2 separate regions of the Siniperca chuatsi genome follow, and region 2 is linked to region 1. The links are chromatin contacts, called in public Hi-C maps. All regions are on one chromosome and are shown on one strand. The core of a region is the stretch at or near the end of the contact, and the rest is flanking DNA. Distances in the headings are between cores, read along the strand shown. Region 1 holds the start of irx2a (iroquois-class homeodomain protein IRX-2a). Region 2 holds the start of irx1a (iroquois-class homeodomain protein IRX-1a).

What was found. A called contact is a pair of places that touch in the nucleus more often than the background predicts.
Region 2: a contact with region 1 is called in a Hi-C map of an unstated tissue, with 3 times the contacts expected there. The contact joins the promoter of irx1a here to the promoter of irx2a in region 1. A contact is called at or near these places in 3 of 3 Hi-C or Micro-C datasets (liver, skeletal muscle and an unstated tissue).

What each region holds. Positions count from the first base shown.
Region 1 is chrLG9:19,354,507-19,360,820 of ASM2008510v1, reverse strand. irx2a (iroquois-class homeodomain protein IRX-2a) reads left to right here and starts at 4,718. Exons shown (of 3, transcript XM_044208627.1): 1 at 4,718-5,269. The coding sequence starts at 5,030.
Region 2 is chrLG9:19,493,352-19,499,775 of ASM2008510v1, reverse strand. It overlaps irx1a (iroquois-class homeodomain protein IRX-1a), which reads right to left and starts at 4,758. Exons shown (of 4, transcript XM_044208660.1): 1 at 4,169-4,758; 2 at 1,645-2,737; 3 at 1,248-1,323; 4 at 114-247. The coding sequence starts at 4,411. The coding sequence ends at 172.

The DNA of each region.
Region 1 (6,314 bases), core at 3,469-5,968:
ATGACGGCCTGTCGCCAGTCTGCCACCCAACCCCTCGTCCCCCCAGTTGCCCCCTCCCCTACTGACCCCTCCCCTGTTATACAAAAAAAAAAGACCAAAGACATTTCCTTGACAAACCCGAAGGGGGGAGGGGATGAACTGTAGTAGTGCTTTGTATCAAAAGGCAACAAATGTGACGTTGTGATGACAGATACGCAGAGATAAGTACTGAAAGAACAAGTTTGTCTGTTTTTTGACCGATCTCATGAGTTTTGGGAAGCTGTTTTGATCATAGGAAGCTGACAATGAGTCTGCCTAGCTAACTAAGTTGCACAACAAAATATCACAGTGCAGGTTTTCTTCTTCCATCTGCACACCAATGCACAAGCATGAGCACACAAACACACATGCACTGTACTTTGTGCAAGTTTGGGATACTGAACATTCCTTCACCAGCCCACAGAGGATAAAACATTTTGAGCTTCTGGGGTTTTTCAGAATTCAGGAGAGTAAATAGTCATGTGTGTAGAGCATAATACACTCTATTCTCAACTGATGCAAATTTGGGACTTTGTCCAGCAAAGATGAGTACAACACCTCACTCACTAAAAAAACACTAGGATAAGTCCAAAGCTACAAGGAGACAGACCAGAAGACAAAGAAAAAAAACTGCTTTTCAAGGTAAACTCAGTGCACTCTTCTAATAAGTCACAATGACATGGAGGCAGTGGTTACTGTGAACAATAGCCAGGCTCAGGCTTTAATCATACTGCAATATTCCAGACCGTATTGATTTCAGACCAGCTCAATATAACTACATAACTAGTCCATTTCTCTGCTACACCACTACACCACTGTTAGTCATGCACCTACAGCCATGCATAGTTAGAGTGATAGACAGACACACATATGCATTTACACATTTACCCAGCTCCACCCCACACTGCCCCCAAATGCACCCACATAGTTAAACCCCAATAATCCATTTCAGTGCAAGTCATATAAGTTGATAAAATACAGGGTCCACAGAGGTCCACAATGGTCCACAAACGTGCATGAAAAATCAGAAATCAATATTTATTTAGTCATATGTGTAATAAACAAAGGGCATGACATTAAAGCTATATCCTTTAGCTATTCAATTCAACTCTGGGCAATTTACTCAAAAAGGGTTAGCAGTTAGAAATCATCAGCCAATACAGTACAAGAAACTCTGCCAGTTCTACATTATTCAGTGGTAAATTCAGTTGGGAGAAACTAGATGAGAAATCAATAGCTGTTTCCTTCATTCATGAAGGATAGCATCTTTCATAAAAAGACTGGATCTGGTATGGAGTTATCTGGAGTGAGCAGAGGTAGAAAAACAACTTTTATCCATTAAATAATCATATGTAATTAGAATATGACATCAATTAGTTAATCTATTAAGACAATTAACAAGAAGTGTGTCTGATATTTAAAAAAACAAATATTAGAAGCTAATTAATTTGAGGAAATTTAATTTAACACACTAGCTGGGGCCAAATGCACATTTTTCATTTGTGTGTTTGTTAGCGCAAGGTGTATTCGCGGGGAGGGCCTGCAAACTCCCGAAAATTAAAAACCAAACATGTTAGATTTTTTTTATATTGTACTTTTATTAACTTATACTTAATAAAGTAACAATATATTTTTGTAGTGATACAAAATATATTTGCTTGCAGACATTCAAGCTCATTTTGAATATTATGTCAGTAAAACAAGCCAAAAGATTATATGTTGTTGGTCAAGTAGGTGTTTTTTTTCTTCCATGTTTATAACTCATTATCACTCACCTCAACATCATCAGCAAAAATATTAATTATATCATATTTATACACAGTGTTGAGAGTCACTACTAATTTGTATTAGTCTAAACTGGTGATAAGGTCATGCAGGACGGGGTATCTGTATGTCTGACTCTACATCTTTTTCGTTGCCTCTCTGTCTGTCTGACCTGATACTTTTCTGTCTTGCTTCATCTACCTGCCTTACTGTCTCCATACTCTCTATACTATCTTTATCTGTCTGTCTCTCTGTCTGCCTTGTCTTTCTGCCTGTCTGTCAATCTCCTCTCTCCAATCTCCTATATCTCCATCAGGCTGGGACTAAAATATTTTAGGAGCTCTAGCCTGTCTGAAACTGAGACCTGGAATGTACTACTGCAGAGTTCAACACATACACACACACACACACACACACACACACACACACACACACACACAGTTATACACCTTAACAGGTCGACAGGTGCACTTTCACACTGACAGTATGCATATGCGCACAGAGACATTTACATGCACACACATATACACTCACCATTATGTACACGTACACACATACAAATAAGAAAAAAAACATCACACCCTCACAGACCATTCATACACACAAATACACACACACACAAATTCACACACACACACACACACTCACATTCACAGTGATGGTACAGTACTGATGGTTGGCCTATGGTCTGTGTCTAGAGGAGACAGTGCCCCCTGGTGTGGGCCAAACAGAACTTCCAGTCAGCCATATCTTGACCCAATCTATGTTGAGAATACTCATTTACTCTTCTGGGATTGATTAGTCCTGCCTGAAGCGGAGAAACCACCTACGTATCTCTAAAAAATACAAACCACTTCCTTAATAGCAGACACACTACTAAAATAAGTGGGGATACAATAAATGCTTCATATCTCCAAAAACATGTAAAACTTTCTTAGGCTGAAAACAATGAAGAATTTTGACACTACAGTAAAGTATTCAGTTATATAATCATGCATATCCAGGGGCATTAGACACTTTCATTGTATGTTTGTCTGTGATGTTGGTATTCATAAGGTAAATCAGTGTACTCCACTGATATTGAGTGCATTGTCCAATTTTGTGAATATGGTTAGACCTACAGGTTCTAATACAAGTGTTAACAGGTTAATATGATGTGTCAGGGATTAATTCACAAAATAAGTATAGCAGTTAGAATATAAAACAAACAACAACATTATCAACAGACTTTTAAAAAATGGTTTATTTTATTTGATATTTGATTTATGTGGGTGCTTGGTATGTTGTTTATTAAAAATAAATACTGCATTTCCTGACAAGGTGTTTATGATAACACTGTACTTACACTCATACAGTATAATGTGTTGTGACACAGTATGTTCTATTAGACGTCATGTAATAGTCATAACACTGTCATGTCTCCTCTCAAAGGAGCCTAAATTGAAAAATACCCCCCATTATGGCTGTAATTAAGTCAAGATTTGAATACAGGATATTGTGTATTAATTAACAAAACTGTTAAGTATAGAGATTACTATGAGCCTCTTTTTTGTACATTATAATGCATGCATATATGCATATTTAAATTGTGCTGTTGCTGTTTACAACACTGCCAAACCACACTGCAGTGGAGGAACAAGCACCTGATGGATGAATACATTCATTCAGATGAATACTGATGAGGTCGACTGCTAGGCCACTCTTCTTTCCAGTAGTTGCCACCTTGACTGCCCGATCCAAAACCGCTGTCACAGTTTCAGGTTTCCAGCATGCTGTGTTGTATCGCTTGTCTCCAACAGAGGTCATAATGCCTGTAATCACAATAATAAAGGACAAGGCTATGCCCTGTTTTGTATGGAGACGAGTCCAAAAGCGCACACAAAGACACACAACAGCTTAGACAGGTGAGCTCCCAAACACACTGGCAAAGTGCATGAGCAAAAACTGTCAAACTCACCTAATACATACACGGTCACACACACTTAAACAGTGTTGGTGGTGAGCTTGGTGTCTGTGTAGAGGAGAGACTGCCCCTCATAAAGCGACAATCACCACCAGCAGCAGCTTTATTATTGCTGATGAGTATAATTGTAATAATAAGGGATGAGCGGATGTGAGATCCGCTAAGTGGTGAAAATGAAGGAGCCGGGAACACTCCCGAAGGCCAGAGCGCGCACTGCCTGAGGAGCGCGCACACTTATCGGTGCTCGCATACATTCGTGGATGTGTCCGCGTTTGATAGCTGAACTGACGAAATAACCAGCTGCAAGTGGAGAGCACTGGCCATTGTATACCCCCCCCCCTCTCTCTTTCTCTCTTGCACAGTTGTTACGGGAGTGCACGCAAGTTTTGATCAGACAGACGCTGTGTGCCACAATCAACCTGACCTCAAAACAATTAAAATAAATAACTCGACGGCACAAAAAAACATTGAGAAAAGAAGGTGAACTAATTCTGGCTACTTCTCTTTCTCTCCAGGCCAGTCTATTTATGTCTTAAACTACAAAAAAAGATCCATCCAAGTCAGTGAATGCACTTTGGTGGGTTTAACCATAACTGAAATAACTGAATAGAAAAGAAAATTAAAAAAAATGACTTCATTGTAAATTCTGATACACATCACCTGTGTGGGGAATGTCCCTGAAACAAATGACAAATATGGCATCGCAGCTGTGGACCAATTAATTTGCATTGGCAACAGTTAGCTACATTATTATCTCACCCAGTTGGTATTTGTCGGATTGCATTAAGTGAATTAGGTTTTAAAATCCCACACTAAACTAAACAACTCTTGTTAAGATTGACGCACCCTACTTTTTGCAGTGTGGAGTCTTGGTTTTGTTCCGAGGCTCCATTTCTGTGAGGCAGAAAGGGGGCGGGGATGGGATATTCAGATGAGCCGGAGTGACAGCTCCCGTTTCCCCCAATGCTCTGTGCGTCTGAAACTCCACTGGCTCCTTCCCTCCCAACTCCTCACTTCATAGTGCTGCGTACTAAAAACATCGGACGCTAGGGGATCAAGACGCATGCCACATTGCCTCTATGAGGGCACTTTAACAGATCTTTCGGGGTTTTTTTCCCAGTAAGGGGTCTGTGGAGGGAGGACTTTTTTTATTTCCATTGTCTGATGACTGTTTGCACGGCTGATTATTGAGCTGATTGTTTATTGTTTTAGCTGCTGTTGCCCGACGCCCTGCGCGTTCTTTCCTCCTTTTTTTGGAATCGGCGACCTATCCCGCGCTCACCAATGTCCTATCCTCAGGGTTACCTCTACCAGCCCCCGGGCTCTCTGGCTCTTTATTCGTGTCCGGCTTACGGGGCCTCGGCTCTGGCTGCCCCGCGAAATGAAGACTTGGCCAGGTCGTCCTCTGGCTCAGCCTTCAGCCCTTACCCTGGATCGGCTGCTTTCTCCGCCTCCGCGGGTGCAGGCTTCTCCAGTCCACTGTCATACTCCACGGATCCAACTACGGGATTCCCATCTTACATGGTAAAATATCTCATATGTTCATGTATTATTCTGTATGATGACGCGCCGAAGCAGGTGAATGTGTCGGCGAATTAAAGTCTGTAAGCGGTTTCACTGGCACACAGCGCGATCAAATCGGTGCAGGTTTACAGTGTTTTTGGTATGATTCACTGATCAGTAAGTGTTTGCGGAACTTTCTTAGTGAGTGCACGGTTGCTATATGTTCATATCTAGTGGCCTACTCGTCGGGTTCTTACTATAAAATCCCTGACCCCTTAGGTTTAAATGGGATTTTTAAGCATGAGCTGCAAATTGTAATGGCTTGACCAGCGCTTAACACTCACTGTGCAGCTAATTATGTAAAACAGAACACCAACTAAGATATTTATTTGAGCCTATAGCCCCTAAGCAGTTAATTTATGTGTCATAGAAAATTAATATAACACAAGCCCTAACTCTTTCTTTTTCAGCAGTCATTAAAATAACCAGGGATGAAGTCGCTGACTTTATTCTGAGTTGAATAAACGGAATTTTAACATGAAAAGCATGACTCGCAATGTTAATGTCACAGGGCACTTCAAGCGTTTTAGGAAAGGTGCATATCAAGTGATTTGCTAATGGGATTTGTAATGCTGCAAAGAGAAGATATGCTAACACATTGGGTTTGCCACAACAAAACAAAAAGCAGCCACTGAAAGAAACTTAGGAAGTTAATAGGTGATTACAGAAAATTGAAATTTCCTTTTTATTATCTTTATGGCTATATTAACAGGAGCCATGTTATTAGTTAATCCGATAATGATCTTAACCATTAACCATTAGTTCATGCCCTTTTGCGGCCTGCTTTTACGCACTGAGTGTTTACTACCCCTGCTTGAGATTAGTGTTTTTTAAAAACTTAATGAGTAGGGTTGACAAATGACCAAGGCAAAAAAAAAAAAAAAATCATATGAATTTTGATAGTTTGTTTATTTACAATAAACTGCGCTTCGTTAATCAAGCCCCGTATAATGAAATAATGTTATATGATTTTCAAAAAATCAGAATAGAATCTCCCCGTGTATTT
Region 2 (6,424 bases), core at 3,509-6,008, 140 kb before region 1:
AATAGAGGAAGTAATCCATCCATCCACAGGATATTACCAAATTACGCCATTTGTTCTGTACCGACTGAATGCTACGTTGCATCATTATTTCTCATTGTCCTTTTTAGGAAGTGTAAAGTCTTTTTTCTATTTTTCTTTTCTTTTTTTCAAGCACGAAAAAAAATGTCTTGATCAAGCCGAGGAGAGAGCTGTGAGGACCCGTTGCGTGGCGTCTTGTGGACTCCTGGCGCTGGAAGGCAGAGAGGATCTGGATAAAGAATAATACAGAAAGGTAGATAAATACCCCCGCCGTGTTTGGACAGCGGGTTTCAATATGCATCTCAAGTGTCTGGCTCAACAGTTTTGATTTGAAACAGACTGCAGTCCCCCTCTCCAATCCCTCACTTTCTTTGATATTATTATTATGATTTATTATGATATTATTATTATTATTATTATTATTATTATTATTATTATCATTGTTAATAATACTATTTTTATCATTATTATTTTACAACGCGAAACTTTTAGCGTGTAGAAAAAGAAAATCCTCTTTATGCAGCCATTATTAAAATTTATAATTCACGTATATGCTTGTTATTTCTATATGAATTTTGCATAGAGAGAGGGGGGATTTTGCAATACTTGAAACAGAGGTAAACTTTTTTCCCCTTTCGGTAAGAGCGCTCCCCTGGGCTCCGGGTCTCCCAGGGGTCTTTAGGGAAAGCACACAGCCCAGACAGAGCCCGTTTTACTCGGTGACTTGATAAGTAGCCACACTCTCCCCAGAGGCGAGGAATTAAAGGGGGTGTGGGATGGGAGTCAAGACCCCTGTCAACCGCAAAGCAAACTGTGTTTTATTTATCTTTGTTTATTTTATTTTGTAGTGTTATTAATGTTGTTTTATTTAGAAAAAAAATCTAATAAAAAAGAAGTGCCAGACACAATCTGTAGGTTTATGTACTGGAATCCGTTGAAGAGTTAGACGAGTGTTTGCATCCGCTAGAATCTTTTTTATTTGTTGAATAATTACTAGTTATAATTTCATCAAGATCCCGGGCCTTCCCTAACGTTCATGTTCATGCTTAATTTGAGTTATTTGAATTACTGCTGTAGATATATTGCTGACAAAATGTCTAAATCAGTTCATATTTTTGATTAATGCAACAATCGCATTCAACATTTAGAATTTCATATTAGGCTGGGGCTGCTAATTTTCTTAAGGCAACGTGTTTGCAACAGTCAGCAAAAGTAAAAACTTGTCTCACCTGTCATGGATGGGTCGAAAGGAAGACTTCAGGATCTGTGTTGGAGGTGAATCAGACCTTACATCGTTTTCATGGTCTAAAAAGGAAATAAGCAAAAACACCTATCAGCACTGGCATGCTGGATAAATCATAGGCCAATGTTCATTTGAAATTTGTGAACATGTCTAACTAAAAGTGAACCCAGTGTTGTTGTGTATCCACTAGGCCTGTGTGAACATACTGCTCGTGCGTGCATGCTTGTGCACAGTGCTTTGTTATAATTATATATAAAAAGAAGCAGGCATAAGATGCACCATTAATACACCAACACAACACACATAGCTTCTGTTCAGTATAAAATGCTTTGCGCTTGCATGTGACATTTGTGCGCGTGCGCGCGTTGAGACTCTTATCCTACCTATGTGCTTGGGACTGTGGGTCTCTGGTGGGGCCTTGCTGTCATTGCTGAGTGCTGCTGCAGCTGCTACCGGCGACACCACCACTGATGTTGGCTGCTGCTGCTGCTGCTGGGCCGGCAAGTGGTGGTTGTGGTGGTGGTGATGGTGCTGGTTTACTCCCAGAAACGACCTCACATTCAGCAGGGAGTTCTGGCCCAGGAAAGCCCCGTTTGTCCAGTTGTGGAATTTTCCAATCTGGCAAGTGTACAGTCCATGACTGGGGAGGAAGGCCGGGTGGGTCTGGATCTGGTGGTGGGGCGCTGATGAGTGAGTGGTGGCCACTGGGGCACAAGGGGAAGAGGGTTTCTGAGATGAACTATCGGGACTAGTAGCGGTCTCTGCTAAAGACCATATTTTAGGCTTATTGTTAGACGGGAGAGGAAAGCTCCCGGGTCTATCCGGGGACAAAACTCTTGTGTTGTTGTTGCCGTCCGAGTTCTCCTTACTCCCTGGGTGAACTGAAATTGTGCTCTTAGATTTGTCAAAGGCCTCATGGGCCTGTAGGGCGAAGGCCCGTCTTCTCTCCAAGCTGTCCAATTCTCCACCCGCACCGACACCGCCCCTGTGGTCCCTGCTCCCTTCCGTAGATTTATCGTCATCATCCTCGTTGCTTTGATCCCCGTCGTTGTCGTCGATTTTGTCTATATCTATGCTCTCCAAATCAATCTCCTCCTCGTCTTCGTTTTTCTCCGCCTCGTCTCCACTGCCGAACAAGTTAACGTCCTCCCCGTCCTCTTTGCTCCTGCTTCCCCAGGTCACCTTGTTCTCCTTCTTGAGCCTCCTCCTGGCGTTGGCGAACCAGGTGGAGACCTGCGTCAGCGTCATTTTGGTGATGATGGCCAGCATGATCTTCTCCCCCTTGGTCGGGTACGGGTTCTTCCTGTGCTCATTGAGCCAGGCTTTCAGGGTGCTGGTGCTCTCCCGAGTGGCGTTCTTGGGCCTGGCCGGGTCCCCGTACTGAAACTGGCCGTATGGATAGAAGGCCGGAGATGTGTGTGCTGCGAAGCTGGCAGGATGGACGCCAGGACTCTCCTTCAGCTCATACTGGGATCCCTTGAAAATAAAAGATAATGTTTTTTTATAACAGCAGGACGTTTAATGTGCATAATTTGTTTGATACACTGGATTGTAAAATACATGCTTTAATAATCTTTTTTTTTTTTAATGTAGCTCATGCATTTTGGCCATGGTAGATATCTGCAATTCAAACAAGTGAAAACGGCCTCTATTAAAAAAAAAAAAAAAAAAAAAAAAAAAAAATCCAAGAGTTGCAGTTGCACCTGACGGAGTTTTCCACAAATAAGCTCCTCAACTTGCAAAATACCACATGCTAGCACCACCTGCGCCTTGCACAACCACTCACCCAAAGGCAGAGACCTTTTATTAGCAAACACTTTTTATACACGACAATCCAATAACGGAACAAATTAAGTCAACGGGACGAGAGAAAGTTCGCTGCATCATTGTGAACGCACAGATGGCATGCAAATTGCCAGCTTTCATGCGTACCTGCCAAACTCCCCTCCACACTCCTCAAGTATGTCAAAGCAGTTTGAAGGCCTAAGTTAAGTTTCCCCAGCGTGCCACACTCGCACTTTTGCGCCGAATTGAATCCCCTGCCTCTTTTATATTTGCTTTGGACACATCACTTAAACATATCGATCAATCCAGGCAACGCATATGCTTGGCTTTTGGATAATAACCCTTGTTTTTGACGCTTTAGCGCATTAGTCACTGCCTATGGGCCAGATGCACACATTAGCCAACACGTTAACACGCTGCAAGTTAATTATTATCACCAAGTGTATTTTAGGCCGATGAATGTCTGACCATTTTTCATCTAGACACAGTAAAAATCCACGTGGCATTCAATCATGACATAAAGATACTGTAGACGAAACAGCGCCTGCACGATTAAAAGTTAATCATATTTATAGACTAAGCTTTTGTTCTATGGTAGATTATTTAACGACCTGAGAAAAATACTCTGGCGACGGTAAGAGACGAGTAACTTTTTCTTTACATTGGTGCATGCCAAAATGCAGATCTATTGCATAGGTTTCTTCCGTGAAATGTATTTACAATTTGCAACTCACTATTCCAACAATATGAGATTATAACGGTATGGTTGGTGTGAATTAGACTTTTGTTTGCATGCTATCCTTTATGGGCAAAATAAATCATTTCCAGTCCGATTTTGTTTTGCTTGTAGCCTACCTACAAGTCAAACTTTTCACATTTCTAACTCAGCCAAACAAGGCACTGAACTATCAAAAATCGAGCAAATATGGACTAATATTTAGCGATCGATATTTAAACAACTCAGACATATTATAATGCATTTGCTTTTCTTTATTCTTTTCGTTGAGATTACTCAGCCTGCCATGGTTGTATTTTCAGACAGCTGGGGGAACATCAAGCGTAAATAATCGTCTCTGCAACGCCAACCCGTGAACAGAAACAAAACCCACCATTTATTCTTACCATTTGTGAGAAAAGAGCCAAGTCCGCGCTGGTGTAAGGTAAGAAAGCGCTGTAGTTGTGTGCGTACGGGTTGGCGTACATGCCCAACACCGATGTGACCGCCGCTGCGGTGGCGGACGGACTTCCCCCGATTTCGGTGCTCCCTCCCCGGGACGAAGGCGTAAGCACTCCCGGTCTCTCGCTCCCATATACCGCCTGGGAGGCACTTAAGTACTGCGGGTAGCCTAGCTGGGGGAAAGACATCTCCACCGCCGAATTGTCGCACAGCTGTATCGTCCGACAAACTGTGCGTAAAAAAGTGTGCGAGAGAAGAAAGAAAAAAAAGTAACCCGGAGGAGTGAAGGGAAAGTGTTTAAGCCAAAGTCACAGCTACTACAGACATACAGTGGTAAGCAGTCAAAACAACCCGCTCTTAAATCTCGGCTTCCTCTCTTTTCTCGCGCAAAGTCCGCTGGATGTGATCTGATCAACAATTGCGCTCCGACTGACGCGCCTGGCCCTGAGGTCTCCAGGCTGATCTCTCAGATACAATTTGAAGTTGATGCTTTGATTGGCATCCCCTACTTGAGCCTGCAAGCTCCTCCTCGTTTGGAGCAATGTGGATAATGTGAATATAGAGTGAGCACATTGGCTGGGCCTATCTCTCTCTCTCTCTCTCTCTCTCTCTCTCTCTGACTCTGACTCTCTCTCTCTCTCTCTCTCTCTCTCTCTCTCTCTGACTCTGACTCTCTCTCTCTCTTCCTCCGTGTTTGGACTTATTGTATGTTAAATGTTCAAGCATTAGAGTCCATTCACCGAAGGCTTTGATTGTTGTATGACAACCTGTCTACACGATTTTACAGCTGTCCGACACAGGGGGAAGTAAACCCGTCAGAAGAAGGAACTTACTTTGAATAGATTTAAATTGTAATTAAAGGGGGAAAATGCCTCTCCGCAGAGGAATTAGTATTTGGTATCACGGGCTGCTGGTGCGTTTATTTAATTCATAGTGACTAATTTACTTTGAAAGTGTCTTCCTCCAAGTTGGATTTATTCTTTGTAGTGTTCTTCATCTAGGGCTAATGTTTTCAAAGCTTATGTAGGCTACTTGTTAAATCGACATAATAGTTTAATTGTGTTTATTAGGATGAGGCATTCTAAAAGAGAGGTTTTAATAAAATTACCAAATAAATAAATAAAATATTGTATTTCAGCCATGTAACTGCGATATGCATTCAAATAATTTCAAGACGTTTTTCCTCCAAAAGTCAAAGCATTTAAGTAAAACCTTGCAAATCTCTCCATATCATTTATTAATTATGTATGCTTTTATTGACTTCTGTTTTGGTTTCCTTTGATTTCTTCATTAAGGTTTAATCAGCCAAATTCTTCCTCTGTTTTTCTCACCCTCTTTCCATCTGCACGCGCGCGCGCACGTGTGTGCATGTGTGTGTGTGGACTTTAACCAGATTGCTGTTGTCCTTTGTAACAACAGAGCCACTTCACGTTTCCTTGTTTTGAGTGAAAAGGACTGAAGAAAAGCCAGGGACAACTCAAACACCGAGACACCAGTCTGCATATCCCTGTACCCGCCACAAAATATTACCCATTTACATTTTTGAGTCCCTAATTTAATTTAAGTGGCGTGCCTTCACTTTAAACACATTAACTCAAAAAAGTGAGGATGAAGAGTAGTTCATTCGTCATAGTTCAGAAACCTGCTGTAACTGGGACTTTTGCACACAGCTAATTACCTTTTTACAATTTTATATTTTCTTTTCTCTTATAAAATAGGCTTTCGAAAAAAATATAATTCCACAGGACTTGAATTGAAAAAAAAATCTGATGCTGTAGCTTTTGGTCACCTCCTCTTGAACCGCTTATCCATTTTCCAGCTCAGAAAAAGAGAAGGGTCGGACTCTAACCTCTCCTTTCCTTAGCTGTCCACTCCTGACACAGCCATGTGGCTCACGAGAGGGGGGGTGTCATGTTTTAACAGTTCTATTTTTATTTGATTTGATTCTTATATCACCCACCTCCCGAGTCAACGGGGGTATTCTGTAGATCTAGATTTAATGCCTTAACGACTGAAGCCCAAGAAGTCAGTAGATTTTGATCTGCACCAGATGGCTCCGAGTGGATATTGCCGAGCGCCGAGGATCTGTTAAAAATATCTGAGGGGCACTGATGGTAATCTGGGTAACACATCAGAAAGGAGGGGAGGAATGGCAATTGTGATAACCCGCTGGAAATGTGTGCAGGGGGCTAAATATGATG